7 separate regions of the Mus musculus genome follow, and regions 1, 2, 3, 5, 6 and 7 are each linked to region 4. The links are chromatin contacts, called in public promoter capture Hi-C maps. All regions are on one chromosome and are shown on one strand. Each heading gives the region's core, a stretch centred on a gene start, on an enhancer-like site or on the middle of the called end of the contact. The rest is flanking DNA. Distances are from core to core; before and after follow the strand shown.

Evidence for each region. Promoter capture Hi-C pulls out the DNA fragments that hold promoters and counts their contacts. Capture Hi-C pulls out chosen DNA fragments and counts their contacts.
Region 1: a promoter capture Hi-C map of liver shows a contact between it and region 4, with 2.3 times the contacts expected there. The contact joins the promoter of Cep250 here to the promoter of Raly in region 4. A contact is called at or near these places in 1 of 39 promoter capture datasets (liver) and 1 of 9 other capture datasets (adipose tissue).
Region 2: a promoter capture Hi-C map of pre-B cells shows a contact between it and region 4, with 4 times the contacts expected there. The contact joins the promoter of Scand1 here to the promoter of Raly in region 4. A contact is called at or near these places in 2 of 39 promoter capture datasets (liver and pre-B cells) and 1 of 484 Hi-C or Micro-C datasets (B cells).
Region 3: a promoter capture Hi-C map of pre-B cells shows a contact between it and region 4, with 2.9 times the contacts expected there. The contact joins the promoter of Tm9sf4 here to the promoter of Raly in region 4.
Region 5: a contact with region 4 is called in a promoter capture Hi-C map of cranial neural crest. The contact joins the promoter of Phf20 here to the promoter of Raly in region 4. A contact is called at or near these places in 2 of 39 promoter capture datasets (cranial neural crest and pre-B cells).
Region 6: a contact with region 4 is called in a promoter capture Hi-C map of liver, with 5 times the contacts expected there. The contact joins the promoter of 4930405A21Rik here to the promoter of Raly in region 4. A contact is called at or near these places in 2 of 39 promoter capture datasets (liver and pre-B cells), 2 of 115 datasets of contacts at active chromatin or transcription factors (cardiomyocytes and thymic regulatory T cells) and 1 of 9 other capture datasets (liver).
Region 7: a promoter capture Hi-C map of pre-B cells shows a contact between it and region 4, with 3 times the contacts expected there. The contact joins the promoter of Asxl1 here to the promoter of Raly in region 4.

The regions. Positions count from the first base shown.
Region 1 is chr2:155,954,627-155,957,822 of GRCm38.p6, forward strand. It overlaps Cep250 (centrosomal protein 250), which reads left to right and starts at 1,932. Exons shown (of 33, transcript NM_001130000.1): 1 at 1,932-2,031.
Region 2 is chr2:156,311,019-156,314,166 of GRCm38.p6, forward strand. It overlaps Scand1 (SCAN domain-containing 1), which reads right to left and starts at 1,686. Exons shown (of 2, transcript NM_020255.3): 1 at 1,484-1,686; 2 at 828-1,384. The coding sequence starts at 1,330. The coding sequence ends at 902. It overlaps Cnbd2 (cyclic nucleotide binding domain containing 2), which reads left to right and starts at 1,455. Exons shown (of 13, transcript NM_027585.2): 1 at 1,455-1,781. The coding sequence starts at 1,515.
Region 3 is chr2:153,159,569-153,162,571 of GRCm38.p6, forward strand. Tm9sf4 (transmembrane 9 superfamily protein member 4) reads left to right here and starts at 1,733. Exons shown (of 18, transcript NM_133847.3): 1 at 1,733-2,003. The coding sequence starts at 1,989.
Region 4 is chr2:154,789,788-154,792,638 of GRCm38.p6, forward strand. It overlaps Raly (hnRNP-associated with lethal yellow), which reads left to right and starts at 1,323. Exons shown (of 8, transcript NM_001139511.1): 1 at 1,323-1,761.
Region 5 is chr2:156,195,338-156,198,226 of GRCm38.p6, forward strand. Phf20 (PHD finger protein 20) reads left to right here and starts at 1,310. Exons shown (of 18, transcript NM_172674.2): 1 at 1,310-1,460.
Region 6 is chr2:156,719,543-156,722,672 of GRCm38.p6, forward strand. It overlaps 4930405A21Rik (RIKEN cDNA 4930405A21 gene), which reads right to left and starts at 1,367. Exons shown (of 4, transcript NR_040505.1): 1 at 1,164-1,367. The region is part of intron 7 of Dlgap4 (DLG associated protein 4); the gene reads left to right.
Region 7 is chr2:153,344,083-153,347,188 of GRCm38.p6, forward strand. It overlaps Asxl1 (additional sex combs like 1), which reads left to right and starts at 1,748. Exons shown (of 13, transcript NM_001039939.2): 1 at 1,748-2,308. The coding sequence starts at 2,252. 2500004C02Rik (RIKEN cDNA 2500004C02 gene) reads right to left here and starts at 1,728. Exons shown (of 2, transcript NR_040318.1): 1 at 1,539-1,728.

The sequences.
Region 1 (3,196 bases), core at 682-3,181, 1.2 Mb after region 4:
CTTTGCCTCTAATCCCAGCACTTTGGTGGAACAACCAGGGCTACACAGAGAAGCCCTATTTTGAAAAACCAACCAACCAACCAACTAACCCCAAAAACCTAAAACGTTTAAAAAGCTATAGGGTGTTTATCTCTGTTCCCTAGCTCTCTCCTCTCTTTCCCTTCTCCCTGCCCGCCAACCCCCAACCCCGTGTATAATTCAGAATGTTCTGGAACTCCTCCTGTAGACCAGGCTCTAACTCAGAGATCTGCCTGCCTCTGTTTCCCCAGGGCTGGGTGTAAAGGCGTGTGCCTCCACTGTTCAGCTGTCTGGCTCTCTCATGTTCACACCACCTCACACCACCTATACATTAATTAGTTCACTCAACACTTCTGGGCATCTGTTTTGTATCAGATGGCCTTGTACTGTGTGCTAGAGTCACAGATGCCCAAGAAGGACTCTGTCTCGTGTAGTTCCCATAGTGCATAATCATCTGGGGTATTTGCAAGAATGCAGATTCCTGGCTTCACCTTTGGTCTACTGAGTCTTCAGGAATTGAATCGAAGTGTCAAGTCCCACCTCGTGTCTTGGTATATACTGAGATGATTCATTTCTTTGTTTTTGCTTATTTGTTTGTTTTGTCTCTACTAAAATTATAACCAACTGGGAATCAAATAAAAATTTAATGCTGGCCTGGAGAGATGGCTCAGGGGTTATATAGCAGTGACTGCTTTTCCAGAGGTCCTGAGTTCAATTCTCAGCAACCTCATGGTGCTCACAACCATCTGTAATGGGATCGGACGCCCTCTTCTGGTGTGTCTGAAGACAGCTACAGTGTACTAATATAAATGAATAAAAAATTCACACACACACAAAAGAAAGAAAGAAAGAAAGAAAGAAAGAAAGAAAGAAAGAAAGAAAGAAAGAAAGAAAGAAAGAAAGAAAGAAGGGAGGGAGGGAGGGAGGAAGAAAGAAAGGAGGGAGGGAGGGAGGAAGAAAGAAAGAAAGAAGGGGAAGAAGGAAGGGAGGGAGGGAGGGAGGGAGGGAGGGAGGGAGGGAGGGAGGAAGGAAGGAAGGAAGGAAGGAAGGAAGAAAGAAAGAAAGAAAGAAAGAAAGAAAGAAAGAAAGAAAGAAAGAAAGAAAGAGAGAAAGAGAGAAAGAGAGAAAGAGAGAAAGAGAGAAAGAGAGAAAGAGAAAGAAAAGCCGGGCAGTGGTGGCGCACGCCTTTAATCCCAGCACTTGGGAGGCAGAGGCGGGCGGATCTCTGAGTTTGAGGCCAGCCTGGTCTACAGAGTGAGTTCCAGGACAGCCAGGGCTACACAGAGAAACCCTGACTCGAAAAACCAAAATAAATAAATAAATAAATGAAAAAAATCAATGCTAAGAAAATGCGTCAATAATGATTGTACAATATATTATCAAAATAACTCCCCGTTCCTAGCGGAACGCAGTCAAGTAGCGGTAGTCATAACCGGACAAAGTAGCCAACGACACAGTTGTTTGCGAATGTTCTGTTTCCTGGGGCTGCGTGGAGGATCAGTAAAGATCTAAAGCTGAGACATTCGTTTGCCCAGATTTAACTGGAGCTAGGTGCTTTCACCCAGTTACTGTACTTGGCTTTGTTGGTGAGACAGTGCGCAGGTGCACCGAGACCTTGGCTACACGCATGCGCAGTACTTAACTCTGAAGCCACAGGCGGGAGCTTACGGGCGAGTGTTTCTTCTCCACCTCAGAACGTTCAGTGCTAGAATTCAGAGACGGTGACTGTCTTTACTTTTGGAGAGCGACCTTGGTCTCACTATATCCCCCCCTTTCCTTTTGGGCTTCTCTAGTAAGTTGGCTGCCAGTACTTAATATGGCGAGAGGTTTGCAGCGGCGCACTCATTCCCGGCGCTCGGCTGGACTGGGCTGGGCGGTTCCCCACGAAAGGGCGGGAGTTTGACGGGCGGGGCCTGGCCTCCAGACTGAGGGCGGCCCCAGGCCGGGCCTGCAGGTTGCTGCAGCGGCCTCGGTAGCTGCGGAGCGCTTCGGGATCCCCGGGAACCGACTCTGGTGAGGTGGGCAGGGGCAGGCGGGAGGCGCTGAGCGTAACGGTCCGAGGTCCAGGGCCTGGGCGCCCGCGGGGATGTCGCCTGGACAGCGGCTTCCTGTATCCCGGGAGGCACCCCGGGCCCAGAGAGGGGCTGGGACCTGTCCCAGTGGTCGGGGCCTGCCTGCCTCAGTTTCCTGCTGCAGCCGCCGCCCAGAGAACCTCACACTCGGGTGGCCCACTGTCGTAGCCCGGAGCTGACGGGATGAGATGCTGCGCGCCCTGCGGATCACGCTCCGTGCACCCGGGAGTTTTGCAGCGCCCTGTGCTCATACGGCTTTGCATGTGATCTTCCCCTGAAAGTCCGCTCTCAGCCCACTGCCCCATTATCAGAACTTTGATTTTTCAGAACTCAAAGATCACTTCTTTAAAAATCTTTCTTGAGGCCTGCTCCAGGCTCAACTGATCAGATTCTTGCCTTTTGCGAACTTTGCCCAAGTCAGTGTTCTGCCACTCTTTCTTGTTCTGGGCTTGTTAGAAATCATGTCCTTTTTTTTCAACTCTTATGCCCTATGATGACTACTAGTAACTAAAAAAAAGTTACTGAATAGTCGAAAGATGACAGCTCTATTAAATGCATTACCTACAAAGGCCCCTTTAATCCATGCAGCGATCTATGGTGTGCGTTCTGTATATTCACGTTTTATGCACGAAGAAACAAGCACTTATAAATCAAGTTTCACAATGAGCTAGAACCCCCTACGAATATTATGACTTAACTAGATTGCCTTTAGTTTGCTGTTTATACGTTAGCCTGTAAGATATGGAGGTCAGGGTTGCAACTCACGTTTCAATAAAAGGGCTGCTTTTTTTTTTAACCCAGCGTCTTATGCAGCCAGTCAGTGTTGAGATTTCAGGCCTGTGAGTCTAGGCTGGGCCCTGAGAAAGCTTATGAAGTAGGATTGATAATATTACCAAATCGATAGTTTTCTTAACAAAAATCAAGGCCAGCTCTGCACTGTCTTACTGGTACATCTACACCCTGTGCTGCAGGAACATATTGTCACATTTTGCTCAAATTACCTCAGAAAGCTTCAGGTGTGGATGTCATTAATTCATTCCCCTTAGGAAATGCTCTGCAGTGCTGTGAGTTTTATATTTTTTGATTTTGGCAGCTAATGAAATGAG
Region 2 (3,148 bases), core at 436-2,935, 1.5 Mb after region 4:
GCCGAGCCTTCTCAGTCCCTGTCACAGGACACTGGATACTCTGTGTGTGTGTCTAACAAATGTGAAAGTAGAGGTCATATGAGATGGAGAAGTTAAGTGGAAATTATGTAAAGTACACATCAACTTCTCAAAAGAAAAACTGAGAAAAGCTGTTTTCAAAAAAAAAACTTACCAGGTAACCGTTGGAAGAAGAGGCTATTTCCAACAAGATTACTGGGAAAACACTGTTGTCCAGTTGTACTGATTCCAGTTACTGATCTTTAAGCATAAAGTGAAACGAGAGTTCGCTTTCCTTGGCAATATCAGTTCTGTTGCTTGAGTTTGTTTTTGAGAGGGTCTACATAGCCCTGGCTGGAACACACTATGTAAAAACCAGGCTGGCCTCAGAGACCCTCCTGCCTCTGCTTCCTGAGTGCTGAGGTTTAAAGTATGAGTCACAACAACCAACTAAATAAAGCATTTAATAGGGCCAGTTATTTTACTGCTCAGCTTCGAAACCGCTGTGTACTGCCATCTGCTGAAGCTCGGATACTAGATAGTGTGAGGCAGAGGGGAGAATAGAAGGCTAGAAAACTGAAACCTCATTAACATGGCCTTTTGCAAAACAAAACTCATGCAGGTTTAGAAAAACTGAATGTGGTCTAGATCTAGGTAGATTTCCTGCCTAAGGGCACAGCTTCGCGCAAATGCAGTGGTCCAGGAATAGCTAATCAAAAGCCTTAATCTTACAGGTTCCCAGAATCCTCTAGCTATCAGCTGGAAAGGTGGGCAACAAGTTCGTAAAATAAACCCAATAAATAAAGAACGAACGCAAGACACAGCAGACATGGGAGCTGTCAAAATTCAACTTTTATTAACTCAGGGGTAGGGTGTCAGTCCAGGGAGCCCCAGGCTCCGCCGCTCAGCCGGTGATGCGCACGTCCGCGCGGCGCCGCAGCCGCCGAGCCCGGGCCGCCTCCGGTAGAATGGCCTGCAGCTGCTCCTGCACCAGCATCTCCACGATCTGCTCCTTGGTGCGGATGTCCGGCCGCAGCCACTGGCGGGACAGCTCCCGCAGCTGCCGGAAGGCTTCCCGGGGCCCGGCCGCGTCCTGGTAGCGAAACTGCCGGAAGCGCTGGCGAAAGGTCTCGGGGCCGGGCCGAGAGGCTCCGGGCCGCAGGGCGGCGTCAGCGTAGGGCGCCGTGTTCAAAGCTGCGGGCGCGCCGGGGAGCTCCGGGGCCGGGGAGCTCCCGGAATCGGGCGACGGGGCCGCACAGTCGCCGGCTCCTTCCTGCTGCTCGGGAGGCGCCGCGGGGCTTTGGGGGTCCTGGCTGGGCTGCGGCGCCGCCATGACTACGGCTGTTGGCGTCCCCCTTTGTTTCGCAGTCCGGCGCCTCGCCTGCGTCTGCACCGGAAGGAGGTAACAGAGGGCCGCTGAAGGGCAGGGCCCGGGCACCCCAGCGGGACGCGGACTCAGGACAGGCTGCGGGCAAGCCCAGCTTACCTCGACCCGCGAAGCTCCTCGGTGGCCGGAAATGAACCGATCCGCGAATCCGGAAGCCGCCTCCTCTACCAGTCACGTGAAGTTTGATCTGGGGAAGTCCGTAGACATCAGCTCTACTGACACTAAGGATGGCGGCACTGCAAGGTCCCCATTGGAGCCGGCGGACAAGTCGGACACGACAGAGTCGAAATCTGAGTCGGGATCGGATTCCAGATCAGAGGAAGACAAGGAGAGTCCGGCCTCGATTAAGGAGATAAAGGCGGAGACACCCCAACCGAAGGACCGCCCTGGCGTGCAGGTGACCTGCGCCTCCTAGGGTAGATGCTGGTCCCTACTTGACCAGGCAGGATCTGGGGGTAGCGCTGACAGTCCTGGGTAAAGGAGGGTGATGGTTGGCTAGGGGATTGTCGGAGCTTGGGCGGATGCCCTGGGTGGGACAGCGGGACAGGGGCTCCAATTACTTTTAAAAAGATCTCTCAAGCCCGTAATCCTAGAGCTAAAGGACACCTCCTGAGCTATAAATTGAGCTGAGAATCTCATTAAACACACACACACACACACACACACACACACACACACACACACACACACACACATATACTGTCGCCTGCATAGGTGCAATTGATTTCACTTTATTTTGAGAAGGACAAAGTATTTGGGCAAGAGTCTTCAGACTTTCCTGCCCCCAAACAAGTGCTCAGGGCTTCTTTGTCATTGTTTTTGCTTGTCCTCGAAAACCAAGAGAAAGAGATTCAGTGGGTACTACTTTAACTTTAAGATTAATAAGTGGGGGGCTGGAGAGATGGCTCAGTAGTTAAGAGCACTGACTCCTCTTCCAGAGGTCCTGAGTTCAATTCCCAGCAACCACATGGTGGCTTACATCTACAATGGGCTCTGATGCCCTCTTCTGGTGTGTCTGAAAAGAACAGCGGTGAATACATAAAATAAGTAAATACATCTTTGAAAAAAGTTTAATAAGTAAACTGTAATTAACGATGTCCCAGATGGTGGCCATTAGCTTCTTGTATTTACTGAATCTTTGAAAGGTAAATACCCCGAAATTGAGATGTATTAAAATGTAGAATTACGCATGTGTCTGTAGGAAAAGAAAAATATTTTGTATTTATTACATATTTGAGTATGTTATGTAATTTTGTATATATGGGGGTCAAATAAACTATATTATTAAATTTTACCTGTGTCTTTTTACTTTTAAAATACAACTACTTTGAAATTTTTAAATTACACATACAGTTTATAGTATATCTTTGTTGACTAGCTGCTGTCTAGAGTGTCGGAATCAGGTGTCAGGAAACATCTTTTCTTTGCTTTAACACCCCCAGCAATAAATAGTGCCTGCCTCACAGTTGTCAGGTGGAGTAAATCAAGCTCTGGAAAAGACAGAGCTTTCAGAGCTAGGGAGATGGAGCGGTTGGTAAGGATGCTTGGGATGATGGGATGAGATGAGCGTGGTACCCAAGCATTGTGAGTCCACAGCTCTGGGCAGCCCACGAAGTTCTAGGCTTCTATCCTCCTCCGGACAACTAAGTCTTCCAGAATGACCGGGTTCATTCAGCTTCTCTTGGCTTCTGACTGAATTGCTCTGCTTGGCCTCATACTAACTTTGGCACTCTCCTCCTCCCCCTCCTCCTCCTCCTCCTCCCC
Region 3 (3,003 bases), core at 483-2,982, 1.6 Mb before region 4:
CCTCTTGGGAATATATCTGCTCTTTGGGATGGTGTGTTGGTCCCAGGCATTTATGGGTTTGTTTTTCAGCACTCATAACAATCCAACCCAATACTAAATCAACTAGGCTCAACCAAGTAGTTCTTTTGTTCCAAATATCAATAAGGATATTCACATGTTCTATATTTAGTTAGTAGCTTGCTAGGTTTGAACTGCACAAACTTATTTCCTTTATATGTGTAACTGTCAGGTGGGGTTTCTAGAACTCTGTGAGGAATGACATAGACCTGTCTATGCAGCAGGACACCCAGCCATATTTATATCCTTGGGAGGAAGGAGAAGCTTCAAGCCTCTTACAGCCTAGACACAGAAGTGGAAGACACTTATAATTCACTCTATTTGGTCAAAGCAAGTAACTTAACCCCAGCATTCAACAAGAGAAAAAAATTCACCTTTTGACAGGAGAACCAGTATGCTCATAACATGCAAGAAGGAGAGGCTTGTTAGTAGACATTTATGCAGAAAAAAATCCACCACGGTAGTAATCAGTACTGACCACAGTGGTGGTCAGAGCTCAGCTGTTCCTTGCCAAGGTGCAGAAGAGATAACTAAAAATCTTAAGACCAGTTTTGGCACAGTACTTAAGCAATGCTGAGTTTTCTGTTTAGCCCGTGGCTCTCTTTATGGCTCAGGATGGTCTTGAACTCACCATGCCTTCCTTCCTCAGCATCCTGAGCGCAAAAATTACCAGTGTGAGCCACTGAACACGGATAATGATAAAGATGATAGTAACGATGATGACTGAGGCAAGGTCTCACATGTCCCAGGATAACCATGAACTCTTCTTGCTGGACCTTCTGAGTTTGGGGATTACAAGTCCCAGTGCTAAAGATTAGGCAGGCTATCTGCTAAATTAACTATATCCTCAGAACTCATTACTACTCTCTTAACAGCTTTTTGGATCCATCTAAGAAGACCGCACTGGCTCTTTGTACACTTTACAGTGGTATATATGAACCAAACAGTCTTTCTCCATTATGATCCTTTGAGTCCTCCCCAGACCCTTTTAAGTCAATACTGGAAAGTTAAGTTTAAGATGGTTAAGTGACTTGCTTCAAGTCATACATTAAGCCAGTTAGAATGGAGAAGTCCACATTGAAAAATGTCTCCTTTCACTAAGTGTTCTGCTTTTCATTCACTCATTTAACAAAGCATATTGTTTGGGACACCTACCATATGTGTGAAGGAATGTACATACGTTATATAATGACAATTATTTATTGAATACTTTATATGATTGTGTCAGTGGATACTTAACATAAGCCAATTATAAAAATAATCTAGAGCTGGGCGTGGTGGCGCACGCCTTTAATCCCAGCACTCGGGAGGCAGAGGCAGGCGGATTTCTGAGTTCGAGGCCAGCCTGTCTCGGAAAACCAAAAAAAAAAAAAAAAAAAAAAAATCTAGAAATCTCTGCCCCATTTCACTGACGACAAAAACGCAGTGTAAGGGAAAGACAGAGTCCTACCTTCATAGTTATTACGGCCGATTAGTAAGACTATATTATAGTCAAATAAATATTTAAACATATAATTACAAATTACTCTAAATCAGAAGCTGTCAGAGAGGGTTTACCATGCTTTCCGTTTCACAATTAAGGTCCCGGGTAACCCTGGCAACGACTCTTTCTGCCAATACTAAAGAAAGCATCCAGGGAGCGCGCCTATTTCCACACACCCCCATTACCCACAATGCAAAAGGAGTAGGCGGAGGAGCGGGTCTGCCAGAAGTCAATATGGCTCCAATAGTTACACCGTACGTTCTCTTCACCTAGTCAGAGACCTCACTGCCAAGGCCAATCTGCCAAGGAGAAATTAAGCTTCTTTTACCTCCTCACTACTGCGACTACAGAAGAATCTGAAGCCAGGAGTCCCCTTAGTGGAGCTACACTCCGTAACCACAGAAGCACCACTTCCGCTGACGTCATCACGCCGACACGTGGATCCAAGATGGCGGCGGCGATGGTGAGTGAAGGAGACTCCGGGAACCGGAGCTGGAGCAGGGCCCCCCTGGATAGCCCAGGACCTTCCAGCGCCCCATGCCTGGTTCCCAGCCTCCTCCAGAACCCCTGCTCGGGTTACCCTTGACTGGGTCGGCCTCTACAAAGTCCCTTTCTCTAGCCTTGGCATGGCATCTAGGCTTGTCAGGGCCTGGAGTTTTAGGGGAGGTGCCGCTTGGAAGGAAGACTTCGGCTCATGCCTTCACGGTTCTCATTTCAGCTTTCGTTCCCGCCCCTTGTCACCCCTATTTCCCATTTCTTCCCCTCCAGGCTTTGTCTCCTCCCGAGAGGCCCCCGTTATTTCTGCCTTCGCTCCTCCTCCTCACGTTCATACCCAGCTCTCCACATACCCATCAGCCTAACCAGTCTGCGGGTGCCACCTTGCTCGCACCAGCCCGAGCCTTGTCCTTACCTGCACCCTCAGCGGTTCCCATAGCGCATCCCGCTTGATTGCTGCTGTACCAGGGCATCCCATGCCCATCATCCCATCCCCAGGCCCTGCCCTTCTCCTGCCTTTTCTGTCAAAATCTGTCTCTCCTAAAGTGCTTTTATCCGATTGGTTCTTAAACCCCACTGTGCACGGGGATCTTGGGTTGTTGGTGGGGAGGCATGTTTAAATAGTTTCCTGAGCATCACTCCCAAAGATTGCAATACCTTAGGCCATGCTCAGGAATCTATAGTCTCACAAACAGTCCTGTGTTTATAATGGAGGTGGTCCCTGGGTTACCGTTTAAAAACACCTCTGGCCCTGCCTGTCTGTATCCCCCTCCCACTCCACACAGCTCCTTACAGATAAAGGGTCACTATCATGAAGCTGACTAGAATTAAGTCTCTTTGTGGATGAGAGTGGAGGTAATATACCTGTGCCTGAAGGATGAGTCACTAGCTGACTTCTGTTTATCAACCACAGAATTAAGTTTTTGAAGGTCAGATTTTCTAAGAGAAGTTCACCTCAAATTCTGTTT
Region 4 (2,851 bases), core at 73-2,572:
AAACCCAACAAAGAATAGATGGTATATTTGAGCAAATATAGGAAGACTGTTACACAGAGAGGGAAGTGAGGAGCTGGATAAAACCAGAAAAAGCAGAGGAGGTTGGTAGGGGCTGGACTGATTGATGGAAGTGTTTATTGATCACCATAGTAGGTCTGGAAACACAGTAATGTACAAAAACCAGTAAAGAATTCCTGGTCTTGGCGCTGGGGAGATGGTTTAGTGAGTAAGACTGATTGCTCTTCAAGGCTGAGAACCTGTTTGAATCACCCATTCCCGAACTCAAGAGGCCTGGCCTCGCTGTGATGCCAGCAGTTGGAAGGCAGAAGCAGGGAGGATTAGGAGTTCAAGATTATTCTCGGCTACAGAGCAAGTACAAAGCTGGCCCGGGCTACAGAGACCCTGCCTCAAACTCTGTCCTAATTCCCAACAGGTAATGAAATCACAGGTCTGAAGGGAATGGGGAATACAAATAAGTACGTCTCCAGCTTTCTGGGAGATTTGTGACTATAGCTGACAATGGTCCTCTTTGCTCTCAGAAGACCCCCTGATGGTCTGGAGAGGCAAATTGGGGATGTAAGTGGGAGAGACAGGAGACTGAAAAACTGATTCAAATGGGAGATCCTGACATGATAAATATTTAGGAGGAAGAACCAACACCCAGATTAAGTAAGAAAACATTTCATCCCATAAGGGCAAAACTACTTAATCAGGCTTTTTTTTTTTCCACCTTTGACGAGAGACCCCAGACATCGAAGCGTCTCCGCCCAACCCCAAGCCTTCCCAGCGAATGGTAGCATTCTAATTCCTAGAAAGTGAAATAACCGCTCCAATTGCTTCTGGCCCCTGCCGCACCGCCTCCAGCTAACAGAGAGGGCTCCATCTCCAGGCCTCGCCCAATCAAGCGCCACCCCCGCGCCGCGCTCCTCCCTTAGGATCTTCCTCCTTCCGGCTCCCGCCCAGGGTCTACCTCCGACTGTCCTGCCCGCGGTGTTACCAAGGCCCACCTCCTGCAGACCGGCGGCAACCTCTTAGCACCGCCTCCGCTTCCGTAGGCCCAAGCTCCGCCCCTCAGACTCCTCCCCTGGGCACGCTCTTCCCCCCCACCCCGGCTCCGCCCTCAGCCTGCTGCTCCTCCCTCGTGTCCTCCCGCCCGTCAGCCCTCGGGACCCCCTCCGCCCCGCCTTCAGCACCCGGCTGGTGGAAGCCACAAACTCCTTTCCCTCAGCCCCGCCTGCCTCCTCCGTCCCCCCACCCCACGCTAGACCCCGCCCCGGCCCCGCCCTCCTCCTCTGCGCGCCGAAGCTCTGGACCTTTCCAAAGCCCGGCGCGAGGGGTGTGCAGGGAGCCCACGCGTTTGGAGAGCCCGGCCCGTGCAGGGCGGCGCTGGGGACTGAGTGCTCGGGTGGCAGGATCCTATTCGGAGGACCGAGAGGAGAACCGGGTAGGAGCCGGGGCGGCGGGCAGGCCGAGTGCAGACGCCTGTCCAGCACTCCCCCTCCCCGCGCTCGCCCCATTGGTGGCGGCCGAGCGAAGGACTCGCGGCTGCGGGGCTCGCGCCTCTGTCAGTGCGGCGGGGCGCGCGAGCGGCGCGGGGTGCGGAGCCGAGGGAAGCCGAGGGGGCGGAAGCGGTCGCGACTCTCGCGCGTGTGCTCGGGCTCCTCACGCGGCGGCCAGGGCCGCCTCTTCCCTCCCGCCCTCCGAGAGCAGACGCGCCGTCGCCCTTCGGTGCCGCGCGGCTTCCTCCAGACCTCGGCGCGGGTGAGTGGGGGCCGCGGGCCGCTCCTGAGGAGTGCGGGCGGGCTGTTCCGTGTGCCTTTTTCGTTCCTCACCTCCTCGGGCGGGCCGGTGCCTATTTTTAGAAACTCTTTCTCTCCGCGGTCCCGGGAGTCCTGGGAGCCGGAGTAACTCTCGGCCCCCTCCCTCTGTGCTCCCTCCCGGGCCCGCCGCCCCGGGTCGCCTGCCCCGGGGCCACGCGCGCCCGCCCCTGGACGCCTGGTATTCGCAGCTCGCCTCCGGTCGGTCGGCCGGGCGCGGGCCGGGAGTTGGGGGTGGGCCGGTGCCCGCTCGGAAGTTGGAGTCTTTTGTGCTGCGCCCCGCCCCGACCGGCGAGGGGAGGAGGGGAGGGAGCGGAGGTTGCGCCGGGGAGGCCTCGGGCGGGCTGGGGCCTGGCTCTGGCCTGGATTGGGGCCCCGGGTTTCTTCCGGCTTTCCAGTCGGTCCAGCTCTTTGAGGTTCCCTTAGGCGCGCAAAACTGGTCCTTTCTTTTCCCTCACGGGTCTGTCTGAGCGCCTTTCTCGCTACCCTTGCCTAGCCTTTGCTCGGTGTCTTGTGGAGCGCGGAAGGGAACGGCCAGCCCTCGAACTGGGGGGCCGCGTCCCCCACTTTGCTCCAGCCCGAGCCTCAGTTTTCACCTGGGTGAAATGGGGTCAAGGAGGAACGCAGCCTCTCCGGGTGTTAGTGAATTCAGGGAGGGAGTTAGTACAGGGCAGAAGCGTTAAATGCCAACAGGTAACGTTTAACGAGACTGACCCAGGAACTTCGTGAATGTATCGCCTCATGTCCACACCGGTCTTCCAGAGCTGTCCCTGCTCACAGGAGCAGAAATCAAGGTTCAGAGACATGAAACCGCCGTAGAAGTACAAAGCTGTTAGTAACCGTTACTTATTTCCTGATAGGAAATCTCTTTGTGCAGAGGGCATTTTGATTTACCGTTAGTCTTAACACCGTATAGGTAAGAAAGGTAGGCTCCTCTCTGAGACATTGACTGAGAGACAGGGACTGATCTGCCATAGATAAAATCTCCTTTTGTTGCTATCAGAACTCTGAGGGAAAGTGGTTAGGAGGAAATG
Region 5 (2,889 bases), core at 60-2,559, 1.4 Mb after region 4:
GCAGAGAGAGGAAGAGAGTAGGGAAGGCTGAGAGTAAGAGCAAGAGAATAAGAGGTAAGAGAGTGTTCTCTTTGAGAGAGGCTTTCTCTTCATAACCCTAGCTGTCCTAGAATTTTCTATGTATGGGATTAAAGGAGCCACCACACCTGGGCTCTACTAATAAAATTTTTATTTTATCTTATTTTTATTTTTTATTTTTGGTTTCTTTGTATACTCCTGGCTGTCCTGGAACTCACTCTGTAGACCAGGCTGGCCTCCCAAGTACTGGGATTAAAGGTGTACGCTGCCACCACCGCCCGGCTTTTTTTTTTGGGGGGGGGGGGCAAATGTTTTGCTTGGAGAGCTATGCTTTTGTGTGAAGAATGACTTTTTTTTTTTTTTGAGACAGGGTTTCTCTGTATAGCTCTGGCTGTGGTGGAACTCACTCTGTAGAACAGGCTGGCACTACACGAAAACAGTGAACAATGACTTTAATCTCAGTATGTCAGGGGCAGAAATGTGGATCACTGTGAGTTCAAGACAAACCTGTCTATACACTGATTTCCAGTCTAGCCAAGGCTACACATATTGAAACTGTTTCAGAAACAAACAAACAAACAAACAAAAACAGCATCAAGTGTGGTTAGATGAGCAAAGGCTTAGATTGACAAGTAGTGTAGGGACATGATGCGATTAGACATAATTTAAGAAGTGCAAGTTTGGTTGCTCCCAGTGTCAAATCAAAGCATGATCGCCTCAGTAAATAGCAATTTTACCACTTCTCGTTAGCACTTGCTAAGTCCCACTGGAGAAACCTCTTTTTTGTTGTGGCGGCATCTTGGACCTTGCTCCCTAGAGACAAAATTCGGCTTTTTCTTTTCAGTTCCCGTTGGAATCCTTTTCTAAGGATGAGAGAGAGCAAAGGCAGAGGTGAGAAGGTTCAGATGAGGACTTGATAGGGGCAGAGCACAGAGGGCGGACTGGTGACAATCGATCTTGAAGATTTAGCTCTTCTTCTGGAGAAGGAACAAGTCGTTCTGATAAGCTCTTGCGTGTGAAGAGCGGATTGGAAGAGGGAAAGTAGTGAGCTGTAAAGACTACGATCTCCGTGGAGCGTGGTGACAGACGGGGTAGAGGGAGGTGGGCGACTTTCCACCATTTAGAAGGAGAACTAAGAGGGTACATAGGCAGCACCCAGGCCAATGCTTCTGGTGACCTCAGCCGTCACGGGTGAGTGCGGACTCGGCGTTCCCGCTTCAGGGAGGTGGGCGTGGCTTGCTCGCGCTGTCGTCCTGGCGACCGGGAGGGGCGGGGCCCGGGGCGGGGCTGTAGGGAGGCTGCGTCACTCGGCGGTGGAGATGGTGCGTGTGTGTGGGGGGCGGGGGATACGCTGGGCGCGTCCCCGGGGTCACGTGGTGCGCAGCGCGCACAGTCCTTCTGTCGGTTGGTCTGGAGCGGCGCAGCAGGAGCGGGGCCGTGAGGTGAGCTCGTGGCGAGGCGCGGCGACGCGAAGCCAGCTGGTTGGGGCCGTGTTGGGGGCAGGCCCCGTGCCGCGCGCGCGCTGTGCGGGCGGGACCGGGGACGGACGCCCCGGCCACTGCGGGACCCTGGCTCACTCCTGTTCCCCGACTGGCCCCCGGATCACCCAGCCCCGGAGGGAGGCCCGGGGACCGCTGCTGAGAGCGTGGCGGGCGTGCGAGCGTCGCCCAATCACTGCGGCTACCCGCGGGAATGACGGCCGCTCAGGCCAATCAGCGGGGCCCGAGGGGGCTGGGCCGCGAGGTGCGGGCCCGGGGCGCGGAACGGGGCAGTGGGGGTGGGGATGGGTGCTGAGGCTGCACCCCCTGCTTAGTCCGCGAGATAGGGGGAGGCCTAAGCTGCTGCCTCTGCCGCGGGGACGGGTTTTCGTGAAGTGCCTTTCTTATCCTGATCTGGGAAGCACACCCTTTCCTCACGACCCTGTATATGGGAGTGTCCCCTTTCTCTGTAGTTTGGAAAATCTGGGCGTCCCTCCACTCTTAAAATCTCTAATCTTGGGATTTTTCTCTCGATTTCTAACCGTCCCTGAAAACGGATTGAAATCATACTCTCTTTTCTTTGCTCCCCCATACTGAGGGAACACTCCTATATTCAAACCTAATTAACAGTTTTCCCTTTTCAATTTGGGGTCCAGTCCGTTAGTAGGTTCCTCAGAAATCAGGTCACTAACCAAAGTTATCTAATACTTTATTATTATTATTATATCCCACAACTCCAGGGAGGACGACCTCTGTCCAGGCCTCAGCTCTGGTATGTTTTCAGAAGTTAGTGAATGTGGGGGTCAGTTCTTTTTTTCTTAGTCCTTTAGTGTGGAATGCGCACCCCTTTCAGGCTCTTCTCCAAATCCTGATGCTTCTGGCACATAGTTTGCAGTTTCATCTGTAAGGGGCTTCACTAACGTGTCCTTAAGTATGTCTTGGGGCTGCACTCTTTGATGAGTTCTCCAAGCTACCTTGTTTCTCCGGGGGGGGGGGGGAGGGGATTTGTTTTCCTATCTGAGAGTATCTTTGCTTTCAGTGTCCCTTTAAGGTTTGAGATGCGCCTCTTTTAGCAGGAAACAGACCACCTTTGGGGCGCAGCAAGTACTTCTGGCACACTTTTCTCCTGAATCCTTTCATTCCTAAATGTGGTGCACCCCCCACCCACCCATTTTTCCCACAGCTTCCTTTTTTTTTTTCCTAGTTGAAAGCCATATTTATTTGGCCTGTGCAAATTCCAGGAAGTTATCCCTCTGCTTCCAATTTGTGGGACTTAGAGATCGAACTCAGATGGTCATTCTTGGCTTTAAGTGCTGAGGCATCTAGCTAGACAGTCCGTGTCGTGTCCCCCCCCCCCCCCCCCGCCCCCCCAAGGGTTTCTCTGTGTAGCCCT
Region 6 (3,130 bases), core at 117-2,616, 1.9 Mb after region 4:
TGTCCTGGCACTCACTCTGTAGACCAGGCTGGCCTCGAACTCAGAAATCCGCCTACCTCTGCCTCCCAAGTGCTGGGATTAAAGGCGTGCACCACCACGCCCGGCTTCAAGTTTTCAAGGGATTTACCAAAATGGTGACCCAAAGGGGAAACCAGCTGCCAGTCTATCTGGAAAGGACCCTTTACCCTCTCCTAGAAGCCCAGGCTCATGCAGGAGGGTCTGAGGCCTATGTGCCAGTGTTACACCTCAGGCCTGGGTCAGCCAACTGCTCCTCTATGCTAGCCTGACTTGGGCAAGGACTCAGTCAGTCACAAAATCGTCCCCATACACACCTTACAGGACCTGAGGCGGGGGGCTGGGAGGGGGGTGACCAACAGAGAAGGGTGCTGACATTCCTCTAGGACCAAGGTCTCAGACTTGGTGAAGTCCAAATTGAAGCTGCCAGTGAGTTAGTTCTTCTGTTCAAGAGAGTGAGCTGGATCAAAGGGTCAAAGACTTGCTGGTGAAAATTCTGTCTCTGCCTGGTTTCTCTCCAGGGGATACTCAGCACTGGGGAATCCCAAAGAGAAAGGGGGACTTGCCCAAGGTTATGCAAGAAGTGTTACTGAATCGAAAGGACACAGCAACACATGAGGTGTCATAGCCATTCAAGAATTTACTTTGTATTTTCACCTAAAGCAAATGAAACTGAATAGCATGGTGTAGCCAACTCCTGCTTTTAGAGTGCTTAGCACAGTGCTGGCATCAAGTAAGTTTGTTGCTTTTGCCATTATTGTGTCTTAATGCAAAAGGTAGACTGGAAACAGTGTTACCTTCTTCATTTCCCACAGTCCTCTGTCAGATCCCAGTACAGAAAGCAGGCAACCAGCGGGCTTGCCAGGCAGCAAAGATCTGTGCTTGGCAGAACCTTCTGTAAATGGACTGTCAGTCTGTGGGCGGGGAGGGGGCTCACTCGGTTGTCACATTTTACAGAGGCACAGAAAGGTTAAGCATCTAACCTAAGGTCACACAAGTGGGATACTGAACCCGTCCTTAGGACCCTTGGGAGCACAGCAAGGGATGAGGCAAAGAGGCAACTAGAAACTGCGCGGCTGAGTAGCTAGGACCCGCGTGCGGGACAGAAAGCCCACGGTGGGCTCTCTCCTCAGCCTCAGTTTCCCTACCTACAGCGAGGCGTCGCCACCAGGGTGAGCCCGCAGGGACGGACGGCCACTCCAACTCCCGTACAGACCACGCATTGCGTTCCAGCTGGAACCGGTTTGGCGGGGCGGTTCGAGAGGGCGGAGCCCCTCACTCGGGCATGCGCGAGTTGGCGCGGGCGCGCACTCCCTTTCAAGACCGGCCGGCCAGGGCGTGGGCCGCGCGGTACGCGTGCGCGCTTGCGCTGTGTCCCGCTTGCGCGCGCCCCCTGGCGGCCCCGGAATCCCGGGCGACGCGCGCGCGGCTGACGCGAGGGGCGGGGCCGGCGCGGGGCTTTAACCCGGAGGCCCCGCCTCTCGGGCGTACAAAACCGGAGCCTCGGGCCGGGCCGCGTGAGGGAGGAGGGTGAGTGCCCGCCGCTGGCCGCAGCTGCCGCCAGTCCATCCGTCACTCCGTCCGTCTGTCCGACCCACGTCGTCGCCGCCGCCGCCGCCGCCTCCTCAGCCCGGACGCCCGGGGCCCGCCCAGCGCCACCCGGAGCAGCCGCGGCCCCGCGAGGAGACGGGCGCCGCCTCCGCCCGGCCCTGCCCTGCCCCGTCTTCCCGTCTGTCCGTCTGTCCGTCCGCCCGCTCGCCCGCGCTTCCGTCCTTCTGTCGGGCCACTGGCCCTCGGGCCCGTGTCTCCGCTGAGCCCGCTTTGTCTCTCCCTAGCTCGCTGTCTCTTTGTCTCTGCTCTCGCGCTCTCGGCCCCTCCCTCGCTCCAGGATCTCGGGTCCCCTCTCCCAGCGCTCCTCTCCTCTCTTACAGCCACGGGTTCTGGCACCCCCATTCTTCTGGACTCCCTAGATCTTTTGGGGCCTCTCCTTCAGAACACACTCCACTCCCCCAGGCCTTTCCTGAGCTTACCACACATCTTGAGGGTCCTTCTTGATGCATGTGCCCCTGATTTCCTGGGGGTTATCTCCACCTAGTCCGCATTTCCCGGAGGGTTTCCCACTTCTCCGGAGCCTCCCATAGCTATCAGAACCTTTTACATCCCTTAGTGGTCTCCTTGAACCCCCAGTGTCTCCCCAGCTCCCTAACTTAAGAACCTCTGCCTTTCCTGGATTTGTCCGCTGTCGCTGTCACTGTCTCTCCTTGTTCTCCGAGCGTCCCACTTCTCTGGACCCGGTCCCCCCCACCCCCCTTGCTCTCCCTGCTTCTTTCACGCGTCTGTGTCGGTGGTCTCATTGCTGTCTCTAACGCCTGCCTCAGCCTTCTCTGCCCGGGGCTCTTGCTCCTTTGCTTCTCTGCCCGATCCCCTGTCGCCCCTTTTCTCTGCTCCTTGTCACTCCCTCTCCCTTTTCTGTCTCTGCCGGGTCTCTGGGTCTCTGACCCCCATCCGGCCCTCATGGCTTTGTGTCTGGAGCTCTTGAAGCAATGTGAGTGGTGGGGTGTCCGGGTCGGGCCGGGCGGAGTCATCCCGCAGGCTGGCCGCGGCAGAGGCTCCATGGGGTTGGCGCTGGGGCAGGGGCTGGCGCTGGGGTAATGAGGCTGTGGGGCCTCTGGACCAGGGGAACAAGGATGGTGGGGCCAGGCTGTCTGGCGAGGGGGTTGGGGGGAAAGGGCCTTCCTGCCCTGAGGCTTCTGCTTGAGTTGCTTAAGTGTGTGGAGTGCGCCCTGGGCTGGGTATCCCTGCTGGTTTGGCCCTGCATGGCCTGGCACTTTGTGATCGCTTGTGGGCAGGCCTGGGCTATTTTGGAGCCGACAGCAGGATGTGATATCACTTGGGCGTTTATTTAGACCCAGCTGGGGGTGGGGGCTGCGTTCTTGCCAACTTGAGTAATGAAATTTTGCAGGGGGTGTGGCTTCTTAGACAGCTGGGCTATATGGTTGTGGTCAGAACTTTTCAAGCTACCCTGAGTGGGCAGGTGAACAGAGGTCTGTAAAACTTGGTCTTACTGAGACCAGGATGAATCGGAGAGGAATCGCCCTTACAATGATACTCTTGA
Region 7 (3,106 bases), core at 498-2,997, 1.4 Mb before region 4:
ACTACCAAAGGCCAGGGTTAGTGGGGCATGCATTTTAATCTCACATGTATTAATGGGAGGCAGAGGTAAGACAATAGAAGCCCATTGACGCCAGCCTGTCCATATTGTGAGTTTTTGTTTCAAAATAAAAAAATAGTGAAATGGTGTTAGGATATGCTCAGGGATTGTGGGAGGTCCTCAGTTCAACTCTCTCCCCACCAACAGAGTCCTAATATACACCTAATTTAATCCCAGCACTTGGAAGGCAGTGGCAGGTGGATCTGAGTCCAGAGCTAACCTGGTCTACACAGTGAGTTCCAGGCCAGTCAGGTGTCTGTCTCAAAAACAAAACCTAAAATGTCAAAAACAATAACAATAAAATAATTTTAGATGTAGTTCTCCCCTCGCTTTTGGGATGAAATGAGAAGAGTGTTTCTGTTTATTGAATTTGAGTCTTGGGTGAGCACTAATAAGGACCGCTGAGTCCTTTAGGTACAAGGGTTGGACTGCTGGGTGATTTCTTCGTCTCAGCACTGGCTGCCTGTGTACTAACACCACAAGAGTACAGGGTGTTTTTTTACCCACATAAACCTTTCAAAAACTGTAAAACCTGGCCATCAATCCAGTTCAAGACTGTAGAGATGTTTCTGTACTTTGGGCCAACAAACACAGAAAAATAATGTTCTGGGTGCTTCAAACCTTATCATCCTGTCACTGCAATCAAGGAACAGAGGCTCCATTGCCCACTGTGTAGTAATAACAGCTCTCATTTATTCTACAGCAGAAGCCAAATTACATGAGCCTAATATCAGGATCTTCCACATTCTCTCCCATCTTCTAGATACTTCATGCTAATTTGTACCCCATCAAGGTTGTGGGATACTATGCTAACATTGATCAAACAGGCTCAGCGGGGTTAGGAGTAGTCAAGGAGTCACAACTAGGATTCTAAATCTAGGTTGGCTGACATTAGGACTTGACCTCTCTCCGGGCAACTGCGTCTAAATATACACTCAGGTGCATTTAGATTTCTGTGGATGGACCTTCAGTGTTTACCTACTATCGGATCATCAAATTCACCTGGCGGCAACGCTGCTGGAAACTGCAGGTGCATTCTCTGCAAACACACAGAGGTATTACAAGAGGAAATGGGTTAATCACCTAAGTCGGTCAATCGTGCAATAACCGTTTTACTGATATGAGTGTCTCTTTGCTTATTACTATGCGCCAGTTGACTCATTTAAGGGTGGGCCAAAAAGAAAAGTCCTGCTTTTTGTCACCCACCAGAAGTCCAGAAGAGAACTGTGTATGCGGTGGGGGATGGTGCAGTGGAAGCAGGGTAGCAGACTACCAACTCCAGATCCGAAACCGCACTGGACCCGCCACCAGAATCAAAAAAAAGCTTTGAACGGGTTAACCGCGCGCGCGGCCAGGGGGGAGTCCAGCCACCGCCCCTTCCCAGCACCACCTCCCAGAAACCCTCAGGCCTCCGCTAGTTCCCGAACCTCGCGAGACCCCGCCCCATCTTTTTCTGACCGACTTCCCGCCCCCTTCTTTACCGTGCTTGGAGCGCAGCGGGGTACGGAAGAAAGTGGGCGGAAAACAGGAGCCCGGGGCACTCCGGGAAATGTGGTCCAAGCACTTGAGGCAGCCATTTTCTTCCGGAGAGGGGTAGGCCAGGAAGCCAGTGAGGACTACAAATCCCAGCCACCCTTTCGGTTTGTTTTTGTTCAAAAAAAAAAAAAAAAAACCCACACTCCCCCTCCTCACTCTTCTCTCTCACACACACGCGGGCACACACATACACACACATACCCACGGCAGACACGCACGCATCCGAGCGTCGAAAGGAAAGCCGCGTCTCGCCATCCGGGCCCGCCCGCCACTAGTTCGCTCTTGGGTTTCCCAGCAGCGCGGGAACGCGGAGGCCGGAGCCGTGACCTCTGACCCCGTGGTTATGCGGAGCCGCCGCATTCCTTAGCCATCGCGGGGCTGCCGCTGCCGCTGCCACCGTGGGCGACTGACGCAGCGCGGGCGCGTGGAGCCGCCGCCGCCCCTCCCCCCAGCGCCACCCTCGCGCCGGGGTCTCGCTCTAGCCAGTCCCGGTGCGCCCGCCCTCTCCGGCCGCACCCGAGCCCTCGCACGCGCCGCCGCCGCCACGCGCCCCCCGCCGCTGCCGCCGCCTCCGCCCCAGCCCCGCGCCGCCACCGCCCCAGTCCGCCCCGCCCGAAGGACCCGCGTGGAGCCGCCACCGCCGCCGCGGAGGAGGAGGATGAAGGACAAACAGAAGAGGAAGAAGGAGCGCACGTGGGCCGAGGCCGCGCGCCTGGTGAGCCGAGCTGCCCGGGGGGCCGCGGCGGGGGGCGTAGGGGGTGGGCTCCGCGCGGCTCCCCGGGCGGGGGAGGGGCGAGGCCCTGCCCACCGCAGCAGGGGGCGGGGCCGCCCGGGTGTGGAGCTCCCGAGGTCCCGGGCCCGAGGAGGCTGGGACGCCTTTTCTCTGCATCCCCCCACCCCTTGAATTCCTGCGGAGGGGCGAGCTGGCAAGCGGCTCCTCCCCCCTCCGAGCGCCCGGGCGCCAGTCTCCCCTCCCCCCACGTTGGCAGCAGCAGCGGGGGGTCCCGGGGAAAGCGCCCGTTTATTCTTCTGCGGGGAGTTAGGTTTCCGGGAAAGGTCGGAAGTGCTTCCCCGGACTTCTTCGTGGGCAGAGGTGTGTGGGTCACTAAGACACCGTAGGGGTGGGAAAAGTGCCCCTGGTTTCAAGGACGCGAGAAGCATTTAGAGCGTTGGCAATTTAAACCAGGTGTGTGTCGGAAAGCAGTCGCTAAGGACCGATGTGAACCCTGAGTAGTGGTTCTCAAACTACTAGAGTGCCCGGTGGGAGCATACCTGGGGACTTTGTTTCAAACATTGGCACTAGGGCTCATTTTAAACACACTGAACTCGAGATTCCTCTGAGAAACAGTACTTTAGGCAGCTGCTTAAGCGATTGTTATGCCGGTGACCCTCGAATATTTAAATCACACTGAGCCCTGTGACTACAATGGGGGGTAGGCAGTTTGCAGAGGAGCAGAATACACTTTGCCAAGAATGTGTATCTGTTTGAGGCTTCCCTTCTGAGGGTTTAGTT